Linked DNA regions of Rattus norvegicus: region 2 is linked to region 1. The links are chromatin contacts, called in public Hi-C maps. All regions are on one chromosome and are shown on one strand. The core of a region is the stretch at or near the end of the contact, and the rest is flanking DNA. Distances in the headings are between cores, read along the strand shown.

The links. Hi-C and Micro-C count contacts between places; a contact is called where the count stands out from the background.
Region 2: a Hi-C map of hepatocytes shows a contact between it and region 1, with 1.8 times the contacts expected there. The contact joins the enhancer-like site here to the promoter of Hdac11 in region 1. A contact is called at or near these places in 12 of 12 Hi-C or Micro-C datasets (the A7r5 cell line, the Rat2 cell line, Schwann cells and 7 more) and 1 of 1 datasets of contacts at active chromatin or transcription factors (oligodendrocytes).

Annotation. Positions count from the first base shown.
Region 1 is chr4:125,202,139-125,209,041 of GRCr8, reverse strand. It overlaps Hdac11 (histone deacetylase 11), which reads right to left and starts at 1,714. Exons shown (of 10, transcript NM_001106610.2): 1 at 1,643-1,714; 2 at 941-1,089. The coding sequence starts at 1,644. It overlaps LOC134486816 (a long non-coding RNA gene), which reads left to right and starts at 1,769. Exons shown (of 3, transcript XR_010066213.1): 1 at 1,769-2,027; 2 at 2,157-2,334.
Region 2 is chr4:125,334,568-125,341,376 of GRCr8, reverse strand. No RefSeq gene overlaps it. Among named protein-coding and RNA genes, the nearest start is that of Fbln2, 76 kb to the right of the region's middle. Within about 2 kb of position 2,241, at least 3 of the 93 cell types and tissues checked have an H3K27ac peak or open chromatin away from gene starts, as enhancers often do. A contact at or near this core is called in hepatocytes and liver, where this site is marked.

The DNA of each region.
Region 1 (6,903 bases), core at 465-2,964:
TTTGCAAAAGAAACTGAGGCTGAGAGACCAGACACTTCCCCCAAAGTCCGGTGAGACTGGGCCATGATGCTCTGGTTCTAGAGAAATCAGAATCTAAGGTCTACTGTCAATGAGTCATGCTCAGAAACCAACCAGTCCCATCCACATCTATACAGAGATCCAGGCAGGGGCTTCCTCCCACAGTGTCCCATGGCCTCTGACACCTCCAGACTCAGTCAGCTCCCTTCCTACCTGGGCGCCCAAGGAGCCTGCCCTGTGGTCCTACCTCCCATCCTTCCTCATCCTCAAAGGGACTGGCTGCTCACTCCCAGCTGAGGGGGATGAAGAGCCCTTCTGCTGTGCCACGGAAAGAGGCAGGAGCCCAGGTCAGGGCAGAGAGCACCAGCAGGAAAACATTTGTGCAGGCAACAGACGTGCAAGGCTAGTATCCCAGGCTTACAATAACACCATGCGTCACCTGTGTGCTTTCTAGTCCGTGATTTCCTTTGGATGTTCAGGTCGGTCCCTACAGCGGAGGGAAAAGCTGTACCACTTGCTGTAGATAGGAGGTCACCAGAGGAACAAAAACAAGCCCAACAGAAACAGCTGTGTTATAATGTCTAATTTGATCCTATTTTCTGCACAACGCAGAGCTAGGAGCTTGCTCTAGATTTTTAGGGGGGGAGACAGGGACTAGATCTAACTGGTGGGAATACAAGACAGGGCCCTTCTTGCTTGGCAGCCTGTCTGGAAAGACCCTTTAACAGCAGGGCAGAGGCAGTCTGGGGGCTGAAAGCAGATAAGAATGTGATGAATACAGGGATGGAGGAGGCAGATGCAGGACCGAGGGGGGTGATGAGGACCTGAAGAAGGAAAAAATGGAGAAGGTAGATACAAGTCTGAGGAGGTGGTGAGAACAGGGAAATGGAGGAAGTGGATGCCAGTCTTGGGGGGCTCTTACCTTTCAGGAAGTTGATCACCTTGCCCCATTTCCCAGCATCAAAGGGGTGCAGCTTCTCTAGGCCCATGAAGGTGATGTTGTAACGTGGAGAGTACACGATGGGCCAGCGTTTCTCTGGTACATGCTGGTACAGCTGTGTTGCGTGAGGCCTTCAACGTGCAGAAGAGACGCAGATATAGACAACAGCTTCCTTGTGGAAAGAGTCTCCCCCTCCCCACTCACACCAGGTCACTTAACAACCAACAGGAATGAAAACAGCTCCTTCCTGAACCCTGGCTGGCTTTGACTAAACCAGCTTCCAACACAGTCCTCACAGCAGCTCTGGGAACCAGGTGTGCCCAAGGTCACATGCCAGTGCCAGGTGTATTCAGGAGTTACTGGCGCCAAGGCCCAAGGCCTGTACGGGGGAAGGCGGGGTGTAGGGTGTAGAGGGCTGGAATGTGGCTGTCACACGAGTTAGCTCACGCATCTGTGTTGCTGGGAACAAAACGCGCAGGGGGTGGGGTGGGGGAAGTAGTGCGTAGACCGCGATTGCAGGAGGCTGTGCCCTCGTCGCAGCCCTGCAGCCCACCGCGGTGCCCTGCGGAAGGGAGACCCACCGTTCACCCGCACGGTCACCCTGCCCTCCTCCTACTGTCCCGCCGTGCCCACGGGGATCCCCAGAACCCATGCTTGGTCCCACGCGCGAACCCGCACACTCACATCCCGCAGCCGGCCCTGCCTGCTCTGGACACCACTCCGCACGGGGAGGGTTGGGAGGGGTGTAGCGGGGAGGGCCTACGCAGAACACGCCTCCATAGCGCTGGGAGCTGGGGGTGGAGTTCTGGCCTGCGGCTGCGTCACAGACAACCGGACCGCGCCGGCCAAGGAGACGCACCCAATGGAGTGCCGCCTGGGGGGCGTGGTTATGCGCAGCTCCGCCCTTATTCCCAGGGTAGAAATAGATACTTGCTTAGTTGATGAGTTCTTTGGCTTCCCTGCACTGTGTGGTGGTGAGATGTCTGTTCTGGGCCTATCAGCCCTGCTATATGTTCTTTCCTGGAGTGCAGCCTTCCATTCCTGTACTATCTGTGGCCATTTCACCATGGTATAAGCACTTCCCACTTAATCATAAAATGCCCTGAACCTGTTTCCCTATTGTAGATCAGGTCTGGTCCAGTCGTGTATAACTGAACATTTCTCCTGTCTCTATTCCCCTATACCCTGAACCTGGAAGCTGACCGACAGCTGGGGCTGTCTGTAATGGCTGGAGCCTGGGAGGCCCCAACAATGGAGGTCAGAAGAAGAGACAATGGACCTCTGTTGGTCCAGCTGTCCTCATCAACCAAACAGGAGCAGCTGACCAGAGGAGCAGCTAGGGACTAACATGGCAGCTGGGAGCCCAGGAGCCACAGGTTCGTGTGAAGGGAACCCGCAACATTTGTTGTTTTGATTTTTGGGGCATGAGGCACATGCCACAATGCATATGTGAAGATCCGGAAGTCAGCTCTGGTCGGACAAGTTTTCCCCTCCACCTTTGTGTAAGTTCCAAGGATTGAACTCAGTCTCTCTGGCATGAGCACCAACAGCATGTATTTGCCAGCCAAGTCCTAATGTGGGCTGACAGTTTGGAAGAATGCCTCTGATGTGTCTACTGTTAGATAATTTTCAGAAAACAGGATATAGATTTTCAAAGATGAGATGGGGAAAAAATTGTCTGTAGGAGTGTGAGGTCAGTCAGGAATTACTACCAGCCATGGGTAGTGGGGCTGATCTGGAGAAGACACTGCCTTCAGTTCAGGGGACAAAGGCAATTCATTGTTCTTAGAAGTTTGCGGGAGGGGGCTGGAGAGATGGCTCGGTGTTTAAGAGTACTGACTGCTCTTCCCGAGGTCCTGAGTTCAATTCCCAGCAACCACATGGTGGCTCACAACCATCCGTAATGAGATCTGATGCCCTCTTCTGGTGTGTCTGAAGATAGTGTACTTATATATAATAAATAAATAAATCTTAAAAAAAAAAAAAAAGAAGTTTGCGGGAGTTTCTACACCATGTGACCTAGCCTATGTGCTAGGAGTTACAGAGCTTGAACTGTAGTAAATCAGACAGTGGACTTATGAGTCAAAGCTGCTATGGGCTTGAGAGAAAGAAGGAGCAGCATTTGGTTATTACAAACTGGGAGGGGAGTCTTCCTGATTCCTCTGGTACAATGAGGAATTCAGCCTGTATTCAGCCCAGCCTGGGCCATCTGCCAGCACCCTGGACTTGGAAGGTTGAATCTATTTCCTGGACTTTCAGTGCTACATCTAGAGATGAATGAGGTGATGTTGACTGTGCACCTTCTGGGGAAGCTGAAAAACTCCAAAGATAACATCAGCTCTTACTGAGTGCCAGTCAGTAACATAGTGCTAAGTCAGTCCCCAAAGCCTCATTCACACTGAACTCTAAACAACCCTGGAAGGCAAAATTTTCCCCATTTTATACAAGAGAAACTGGGGCAAAATAATGAAGGCGAAGTCACTTTCCCAAATATCAAGGGTGTGGATAAATGCATAAAACTTAAGGCAAACACACAAGAGACACACAAACACATGAGGCTGGTCTCAGGAGACTCGCTCTGGAGGTTGGGAAGCTGCACAGGTAAGCATCAGGTTAGGAGAACGAGTCAGAGCATTCAGCACCTAGCAGCTGAGGCCCAAGAGAGCAAAGTTAGTCTAACAGCATGAGCTAGGTTTGGTTTTTGTGACTGAGGAAGGAGGTAGTCTGAGGAACACTGGAGACTGTGAATCTCTTCAGACTCTCACAGCAGGCTGAACCACCTGTCTGCAAGGTCACAGATGTGAGAACGAGCTGTGTGATTTGAGTGGTTCGACTTGAGGGCCTCTTTGTTATGGCAGTCTAGCACATCCGTTAAGACCCAGCAACAGGGCCAAAGCTGTGCATGCAGTAGACAGAGCAGAGAGCCTCAGCCAAACCCAAGGGCTAGTGGGAGAAACCAAGCATTTGCTTTTCAAAACACATATGGGTTTTTGCCTTTGTTTACGTCTATGTACCACGTATGTATGCAATGTCCACAGAAGCCAGGAAAGAGCATCAGATCCCCTGGAATTGGAGTTGTTAGCCACCATGTGGACGCTAGGAATTTAATGCCAGGCCTTCTGCAATAGCAGCAAGTGCTCTTAACCACCAAGTCATTTCTCCAGCTCTCAGGAGGGGCAGATCTTTTAAAAAGGACACAAAAATCATAAGTTCTACATGTATTATTGCAAAGTGTACAAGCTGAGGCTCCGAGGCCCAGGTTCACAGCAACCACAGAAGGCTGCTTCAAAGAGGTGGCTTTTCACTTTATAATGTCGTCGTCGTGATAGGACATGGACTTACTGAACATTGTATGTTTATTATTCTTTCCCTTTCACACCATTCACTTTACCTTTTAATTACAATGAGCAAGAAATGCAGGTGTAGCTCCATGGTAGAGTACTGGACTTAGCATGGGTTTGATACCATCAGCAACGTCAGCACCAGCACCACCGCCATCACCACCACCACAACTACCCCAATCTGAGTACAGAATTTTCTGTGCAATGTTTAGGGGGTAGGGGTTGCAGGGGCTCCCATACGGAGCTTTCTGACAGCTACCAAGCTCAAGCAAGTCTAAGCTGGTGGCACTGCTGATTGACAGCCTGCCCGCCCCAGACTGAACTGACAAGAAGAGAGCCAAATACACCTGAGGCAGGGAAGCAGGCTGCAGATCCTCAAGGAGCACACTGTTGCCTTAGCAACGTTGCCATAGCAACGGCAGCAACGATTGGCTCCTGGACATTGCAGCAGTTTCTGGTGCAAAGGTGATCAGAGCATTGCTATAGCAACCAGAAACTGAGGAAACTAGGTTTGACAGCTCAGTGCCCACTTCCTTAACATCATGGTGAGGGACGTGGGACCTGTCGACCTAATTAAGAACACTTTAAGTCTGGGAAGGCTTTCTCTTTCTCCTCTGGGTTTGACAGCTGTACGCTGATTGGCCCCCATTTTGTACCTTATTTGCGTGTACATGTTTTCAACCAATCGGAGCTCAGCTGTCCCTGTTGCTGTGTGGAGGAACTCTGGAGGGGATAGTTTCTCCTTGAAGCTCATCTCAGAATAAAAAGGCTGGTTTCCAGAGGACTCCCACTCACTCCACCAGGGGCCTGGCATCGGATGCTCTTTGAAGAAGGACGGCCAATTTGAGGTCTTGCCAAAGACAGACACATTGGGGACCCACGGAGCCTGAGACGTAGCCTCCAAGATACCACACCTGAGTGGCATGGGAGCATTGGTTCCTGCAGCTGCCAGCTGCCTCCAAAAAACTTGCAGCTGTCACCAATGGCCGGTGGCCTCCTTTCTGCAGGCTGGCTTCATGACAGAATGGCAGTCCTAAGACACTTCAAAAGTTTCCTGTCTGTAGCACTTGCTGACCACCTCAACGGTCCCTCAGTTGGCACTTGGAGCCTGTTGAGCATTAATGGGTTGCAGCACAACTCTCCCTAGATGGCATCTTGCTGCTACTGGGGACCCCAAGATCTTTATCTCCTTGTTTAAATTGTTGCTTTTCCATGGAAGCAGCCTTCAGAAAGGCGGCCTTAACTTGCATTGAGTTTAGTGGCTGTCTCCACTCAGTTACACATCCTCCCACCCATCCACCCTCATAACACTTTGCTATTCAGAGAAGCCAACCTGCCATAGCCTCCAAAACAGGCAGGAGCAGGGTGGGGTGGGAAGAGCCTGGACCCTCAGAGGCAGCTTCTGCCTTTTAGGGTCCACCATCACCCTTGCCTGTGCACCTCATCCTGTCCTGTCTGATCTTCCGGCCTATTCTTGAGGAATGGGAACCAAGGCTGGGAGAGTGAGGGCATATGCTTGAACTCCAGTCCCCTGGAGAATAGCACCAGTCACTTCTTACTGACTCACTTCTATTATGGTTTATCTTGGTTGCCAATTTCACTGAATGTTGAAGACTCACCTCTGAGAGGGTCAGCAAGAAAGACTAATAGAGGCAGAGAAAGTTCTCTCCCAGAGTAGATGGAGTCTTCTGGAGGCAGCCTAATATAAGGAGGCCCAAAGAAAAAAGCTGACTTACACACACACACACACACACACACACACACACACACACACACGCACATACATACGCACACGCGCACACACACACACGCATGCACACACAAACACACGCACACACACCATTTCTTGCGCGCTCTCTCTCTCCCCCTCTCTCTCCCCTCCCTCCCTCCTTTCTTCCCTCCCTTCCTCCCTTCCCCCCCCCCGTGTGTGTGTGTGTGTGTGTGTGTGTGTGTGTGTGTGTGTATGAGAGAGAGAGAACATATGGGCATCCATGTTACAGAATACGTGTGCAGGTCAGAGAACAACTTGCAGGAATCAGTTTTTTCCTTCCACCATGTGAGTGTCCAAGATCAAGCTTAGGACATGCGGCTTAGTGGTAAGTGCCTCTGTTCACTGAGCCATCTCACGAGCCAAGGCTGTGGGGGTTTTATCTGCTTGTCTTCCCCTCTTGTTCGTTAGTGCATCTAACCTACAGCTGCTGCTCCTGCTGCCACCGCTGCCGCTGTCACTGCTCTTCACTGACATCAGAACCAGCTTCTTTAGCCTTCCAGTGTGGACTGAGGACCAGAAGCTCTCTGCAATCCTCCAGGCCTATGGCCTCAAATTGGGAGTGCTGAGGTTCCTGGCTTCAGGGACTGAGCAGTTACCATCCTGACTTTTCCACAGCCATTGCAGGACTATCCATCCCACAGTGTGTAAACCAGTGTAGCAAATCTTCTTTGTGATGTATGTTCATGTAACTGTGACCTCTCCCCACTGAAATGTGTGCTCACATCACATGCTATCATCAACTAAGACACATCTTGGCAAACCTTTGCACGGCAGTGGCTCCTCCTCTCGTAACAGCTGGCGTTCTCCCACTTGCATGTCTCCCACTCCCACCT
Region 2 (6,809 bases), core at 992-3,491, 130 kb before region 1:
TCAGGACTCCTGTCTAGCTATGCTATCCCCAATGCCAAAAAGATGGTAAACCAATCTGACCCCATTATGAGTTGCTCTACTCCCTCTTCCAAGGTCAGGGACTGCCCTGCCCTTTCCTGACCCACAGTCATCAAAATCATCCTATCTGAGGTCTAGGTCCCATCTCCACCAGCAGGATGTCCATCTTGCTCTCCATCCCCCTGGGTGGCTGTTTATGCGTGCTCCCACTTGGTGGGTGATTCATGCAATAGCAATAGTGTCTGCTTCTACCACAGTCGCCAGCCTACTATTAAACGTCTGGATGCATGCATACATATACCTATATGGGCAGATGAATGGACAAATGGATGCATGAGAAGCATGGGCAGGATGAAGGTATGGATGCATGCATGAATGCATGAGTGGGTGTGTTTGAAGGTAAATGGGTGGCTGGCAGACCCTACGGATGTGTGGGTGGATTCTCCAGTAGATTCATGCATAGGTAGATGGGTGGGTGGGAAAGTGTCAGAGAGATAGGAATGGGTGTGTGAATGCAGAAATAGAAGATTTTCCAAGGTAGTCTACCCCTTTCTGAGAAACTAGAGCTTGGGAAAAGCCCTTACTCAGCCAGGGCTACCTTCCTCCTCCAGTCAGACTACAGGCAGAGAAAGTCCCAGCCCACAGACTTGCCTGTCTCTCCCAGTCACAAGCATTTTGGTGTAGCCCTGCGAATGTTTGTGGGAAGTAATGCCTGGGGCTCTGAAGCCAAGAAACCCAATTCCTTCCATTGCTCCTCATTCACAGAGATGTCTCTCACCTGACTGACCGCTCTAAAGCACACCTGATGACATCTGCATTGTCTCAAAGGTCTTAACTGCAGACTCAAGGGTGGAGGTAACAATCTCCTCTCTCTCCCAGGGGGCTCTACACCTTAGGTAATAAAACCCAAGGGCATGTTTGTTTTTTGTAAAACAAGGTCTGAGCTCCTGAGTGCCCAGTACCCAGTGATGTCTTCCCCCTCTAACCATGTGAAGCTTGTGATGTCATAACTGACTTTATGTCCAGTTCCTTCCCCTTCACAGGTTTCCTACCAGTGACAAGGCCACTCCATGGCTTCAGACCATCTCCATCTTAGCTTAGTTGTTATCTCCCAGTCTTAAATACAGAGGCAGTTTGACCTTTCCTGGGACGGGGACAGCCCAGTGACAGCCTCAGTGCCAGAGTGGGGCCCCAGATCTCCTCTTCCCCAAGGTGCCTTACCAGCCTGGGCTTTAGTCCCCTACCTACCAGAAGTTTCCAAAGACTCAATCCTATGCCTCATCCTCCATCCCCAGTGGATCACTGACAGAACCACATGTGTATAATGTTTTAGAGTGAGACTGAGGTCTGTAGACGGGCTTGCCCCAGGCTCTCCCAGCACACCAAAAGAAGACTAATTGCAGTCATCAGTACACCCCTGTGTTCCTGGGCAGAACACAGTAGATTCTACGTGAGGACTCCCACTCTAACCCATGAGTCACGTGGCCTCTGTTTATGGCCTCTCAGGAGGGCTGAGTTTACCTAGACATAAATGGGGGAAAGTAAAAGGACTCAGAGTCATGCAAGTATCATGAAAACAAAATGAGGTCACCCGTGTGGGGCTCAAAAGATAGCAGCACCCCAACCTCTGCTGAGCACCTGCCCCATATCCCTCTTAAATTTCTTCCCGTTATACAGCTGGGGAAACTGAGACTCAGAGAGAGACATGCTGCTCTCCTGCCCTCAAACTGTCATCATGAGTTCTGTTGAGTAAGAGTGCCCACCTGCTGACCTACTCCTAAGCCCACACTCATCCCCCCATCCTTCTTCCTAGGAACCAGTCCTGCCTGCAAGCAGCCATAGGGGAGGCGGGCTTCCCTGCTTTCTCTGCGTGAGAGATGACAGGCAATGCCCACTCTGATCTTTCCTTGTTACTCAGATTCTCAATGGTATTGTGCCATGATGACTACCTCCTGGGGGCAGGACAGGGACTCTAAAGCTGGGTCACATGGCAGACCTGGGATGTCTATGCTGAAAGAACCAAGTTGCCTAGCTTAGAGAGGAGGGTAGGAAGCTGGATTTGGGTGGAGGACTCAAGGCCGTAAATAAGGAGAGCGGGTATACTGATTTCCATGGACTTCTTGCTGTGCAGAAGCTAGCCTGTGGGTCGATGTGCTGGGATGTGGGGCAGGAAGACACAGGGACTTGGTTGCTGCCAAGAGGTATTGATTCCAGGCACTAGGCACTGTGCTGGGACCCAGCCAAGAGATGAGGTCATGAAGGACAGGACGGTGACTCCGGGGGCGGTGGTGTCCCAGCCGATGACGTGATTGCCAGCCATAAGGAGTCTGCCTGGAAGACAGCCTCTCTCCTTTCTTCTCCTTGGTGGCCTCCTCATGCCAGCATGGGAGGAGGCCCATTGGGTCTGATGTGCCTTCCAATGTGCTGCATGACCCTGGGCTGGTCATTACCTCTGTGAGTTTCTAGGGGTAACTCACAGCTCCAAAAATACCTCTGGTATTGATTTTGAGCAGTTGCCACCTATGGCTATCGACAGTGCCCAACTGCCACACATAGCTGCCTCAGTTTCCCCACCTGGTAACTTAGGTACTGGGGGGCAGCCTTCCTCCAATCTCCATCTTGACTGTCTCCGTGTGGACGGTTAGAGTCTGGCTGTGCCACAGAGGGGCTATGAGGTATGAGGTTAGTTGCTTTTCTGCTCTGTGCCTAGCTTCCCACCACCATGAGGCCAGTTCAGAACTTCTCTGCAGCACAGGGCCTGACACTGGGCAGAACCTGAGAGAGAGGAGTGGGTGGCTGAGTATACTGGGATACCGTCCTGTCCTGTGTCCTGTAGGCTCCAATTTGTCCTTCTAAGTCCAAGCTTTAAGGCTCCATTTCCTGAGCCTAAGTTTCAAGTGGGGACAGTATTGCTGGGAAACTGAAGGGAGGCTGCTCAGGGTAAAGTTTGATGCTGGGGTGTGGCACACAAGGGCGCTGTTTTCTTAGTTGTTGTGAGCATCCAGGCAGACCCCTTGCTCTGCTAAATCAGAGCAATGTGGTTCCCATCCTCAAGAGTGTGGGTACCGCATCAATACAGGAAAGCACTGGAGACCAACTCTAGGGCCACGTGACTAGAGCAATGGGCCAGCAACCGTGAGCTCCAGGCCCTCTCTCAGCTACAAAACCACAAAGCCATGAGCCTCCTTAACTCCCTGTCTAACTTCACTCAGGGACGAAAGTCGGCATCTGTCTATGATGCAGGATTTGGTCTGTTTTCCAAGGCATCTACGCGCCAGAGCGTTGCGTCTACGTTGCAGCACCAAGTACCCACATTTTGGGGATGGTATCTACAATACCATATACTGTATTACTGTATCGCTAGCTGGCATTTGCAATGATTTTTGGAGGTCTACAGTGCAGTGCTGGATCTCTACCATCTAAGCCAATGATTTTTGGAGGTCTTTGAGGCAAGAACAAAATCAACTGGGAAAAGATGAAGCCTGAATGGGAAATGTGGCTGCGAGGAAGCCAGTGGGCCTCAGGAGAGAGATGGGTGGCCTGGGAGGTCCATAGTGGCACTTCCACGGCCTTATGTCCCAGCAGCTCTCCTTTCTCCCAGTGTGTTCCCCCTTCTCAGCCTGCCTATAACTGACACATCAGGCTCAGCTGCTACAGGGTCTTTGCATGGCTGGGCTCTGGAACACTTTGATCAGAGGCTTGGTTGCCCCCTTTCATCTCACAGGTCTCTGATCAGGTGGTGCTTTCCCAGAAACTCTCTGGCCATGGCACCAGTGAGTCACTGACAAGCACCCTCTGCCATCACCCTACTTTATTTCCTGCTTGGGTTTGTGCCTAGAACCCACCCCAGTGTCTTACACGGAACCTGAACATAAGATTGGGAGCTGAACTCCCAGGCAGATAGCTATCCCCTCCCGTTCTCCCTGTTGACCCCATGGCAGCTGCTTCCTGACTCCAGGCAGAGCCTGCCCTCTGGAGTCTGTGTAGAGCAAGGCTCCATCCAAAGAGCAGGCATTCCTGGGCACCCCTCCTGTGCCCCTGGCAGGCTGCACATCAGGCATGTGTGAAGGCAAGTGGATTCCACGAGCAGAAGGAGAAGCCCATGGTGAGGGAGGAGGCTATCCAAGAGGATTGCCATCCCCAAAGGGGAGTCTCAAGGGTGCACAGGGCTCTGTTCCTCAGTCTGCATAGCTTGTTGTAGGGACCCTGGGACATGGAAGCTTGTCTGGGTCCATTCCTCAGGCCCTAAGACTGTGCTCCAACACAGTCAGCTGCAGGCTCCATTCCTGACCTCCACTTCAGAGAGCATTAGACCTTCAGTCTGGCATCCTGGAATGGTCTGTGATCGGCCCTCCACATACATGGATGTAAGCAAAAGCTGTATACCAGCTTCAGGAGCCTTTCTAAGGACATAACGGATACCTCCACTTGGCTCCTTTCCCTTCTGTCCTCCTTTGGCCTGCTAGATAGAATTAAGATACTCTGGCCAGGAACCTGGCAGCCATATTAGGTATCCCCCTTGGTTTGGTAGAACCAGGAGCTAGAAGGAAGCTGGTCCCTTTTTCCAGCCTATATTACCAACTAGAAGATTTACATATGAAAAAGTTAGACTTCCCTGTCATGTTTAAGCCAATGGGGTTTCTTTCACAGCCTAACAATCCATTGCATGGAGGGTTCCAAGTTAGATGTTGTATTGTATGTTAGACTCAGGGCAGAGCCAGCCACCTTATCCTACCTTATCCTGTTCTGTCCAATTACAAGGACCTGTCCTCCAAGGTTTCCTTGGCCAGTCCCTCCTCCTTCCTGCTCATCATGTCCCTGTGGCCATCACAAGGCCTAGGGTCAGCTACAGGAATGGTAAGCCTGAGCAAGGCTCTGTCTGCCCCTCCCCTTTGTCCTCTGTGTCTCATTGGCTAAGTCACCGACTCAGATTCTATCAAGGATGGACTCTCCTGGCTCCTGATCCACTCTCCAGTAGAATTTCAGGACAAGGACCATCAGGGTGCCCTCTTCTTACCAAATGGTCACCTAGTGGCTGCTTGGACACCACAGGGGATCAGTTACTTGCTGTGATTTAGTCATTGCTACTGAGCTGGAACAAGGAAGCTGATTTGTAGTCCAGGGCTGGAATCAGCCTCCTGCCCTGGGGTCTGGGTCCAGATCTGGCCCCATTCCATCACCATCCCAGACCAAGATCAGAATCCCTTAAGGCTGGACCGCTCTTCTCTAGGCTCTGGACACCTGCTACTGTGACTTCTGCATCCCAGAAGTGAGGTCCATCTCCATTTGAGGAGTTCTAAAGCTGGGGGATGATTTCAGAGGCTCCTTTGCTCCCCCCAAACAAAGAAGAGGATTAAATCAGAAGCCTGGCTATGCCCACACACAACATGGCAGGCTCCTCACCACTCGCCTGCTTTATTTCCTCACCAGGCTCTCACGGACTCCAGCTGGTTTACAGGGAAGGACACCAAAGCCTGGGAAAGCATAGAGGGGCAGCTGCCCAGCCTGGCTCTTCCTCCATCCCACCCCTGCACCTCGGCCTGCCCAGTGCTGTCCTGGTCGGTCGGGACAAGACTCCGACTTGCAGAAGAGATTAGGACTAAGGAGAAAGAACGCTGTCCTGGCCCCGCGCATGCCCTGAGTATTTAAATTCTTTTTCATAATTATCTCAGATAGTAATTACTGCAGAAGCAGATGTGCTTATCGCAGACAAGAAGCCACCTGCCTTCCCATTTTTGTCAAAAGTGGAAACTGACATTATTTTTGCGATTTGCTTCAATGGCTGTTTTCACTGTAAATAGCACCTTCACAAGGAGAGCAACCCTGGAGAGGTAGGGGGTGCCCAAGACTCAGGGCCATTACACCAATCCAGCTGTGGGCATTGCTCAAGGGCTTGAGGAGAGAGGAATATACTGCCACAAAAAGTACAGCTGAGGTTCACTCCCAGGGAGAGGCAGGCACCCCTCCCCCACTGCACTTCCCTCCCCCCACTGCACCTCCCCTCCCCCACCCCAGGGCTTCAACCCTCTGGATTCACCCACCCACCGCAAGCATCAGTGTCCTAGACCTTGAAAGAATAGGCTCCCATGAGAAGTTCTCATGACCTCTCAGGAGGACGCCCGTCCAAGGACTAGGCACTCAAAGTTCTCTCCTCTCTCATAGCCTAACTCAGGGGCCTTCAGTATCGAGAACAAGGGACAACCTGAGAACCCTCCATCCAGAAAAGGTCCTGCAACCGAGCAGAGTAATTGACCTTCAAGAATCAGATGGGAATCCCAGGCCTGGATCTGCCTCTCTGGTCCCCAGTGTCCCCTCTGTCAAACGGACAGTCCCAGAGGATCTTGACCACCTCTTTCCTAAGAAGAACCAGGCGAATAAACCATCCTTCCTGGAAAACTTTTGGCATGTACACCTGAACACGGGTCTCTTTCCCTCTCAGCCCCAAGTCACAAATGGCTTTGCTATTGTAGTTGTTGAGAACTACAATTTACCGTGCTGGGTACCTGGCAGGCATTGCTCATTGGGTCATGTATCTTGCCCCCAAATCCCACACTATGGGTCCATTCTCGGTCCTCCTTTTCACTTGGGGAAGCAGACTTGGGGTGTGCGAGTTGTCCACAGCCTCACTCGGATCTGCTAAAGCACTTAATATTCTGTTCCTGAAGATGGACATCTGATTCCCAGGCGGAGGCACCGAGGTTCCGAGAGATAAACCCCGGGTTGAAGGGTGTAGAGACCCAAGCTTGAGCGCAGAGGAACTGGAAGGAAGCCCTGAGAGGTTCTGCCTGGCT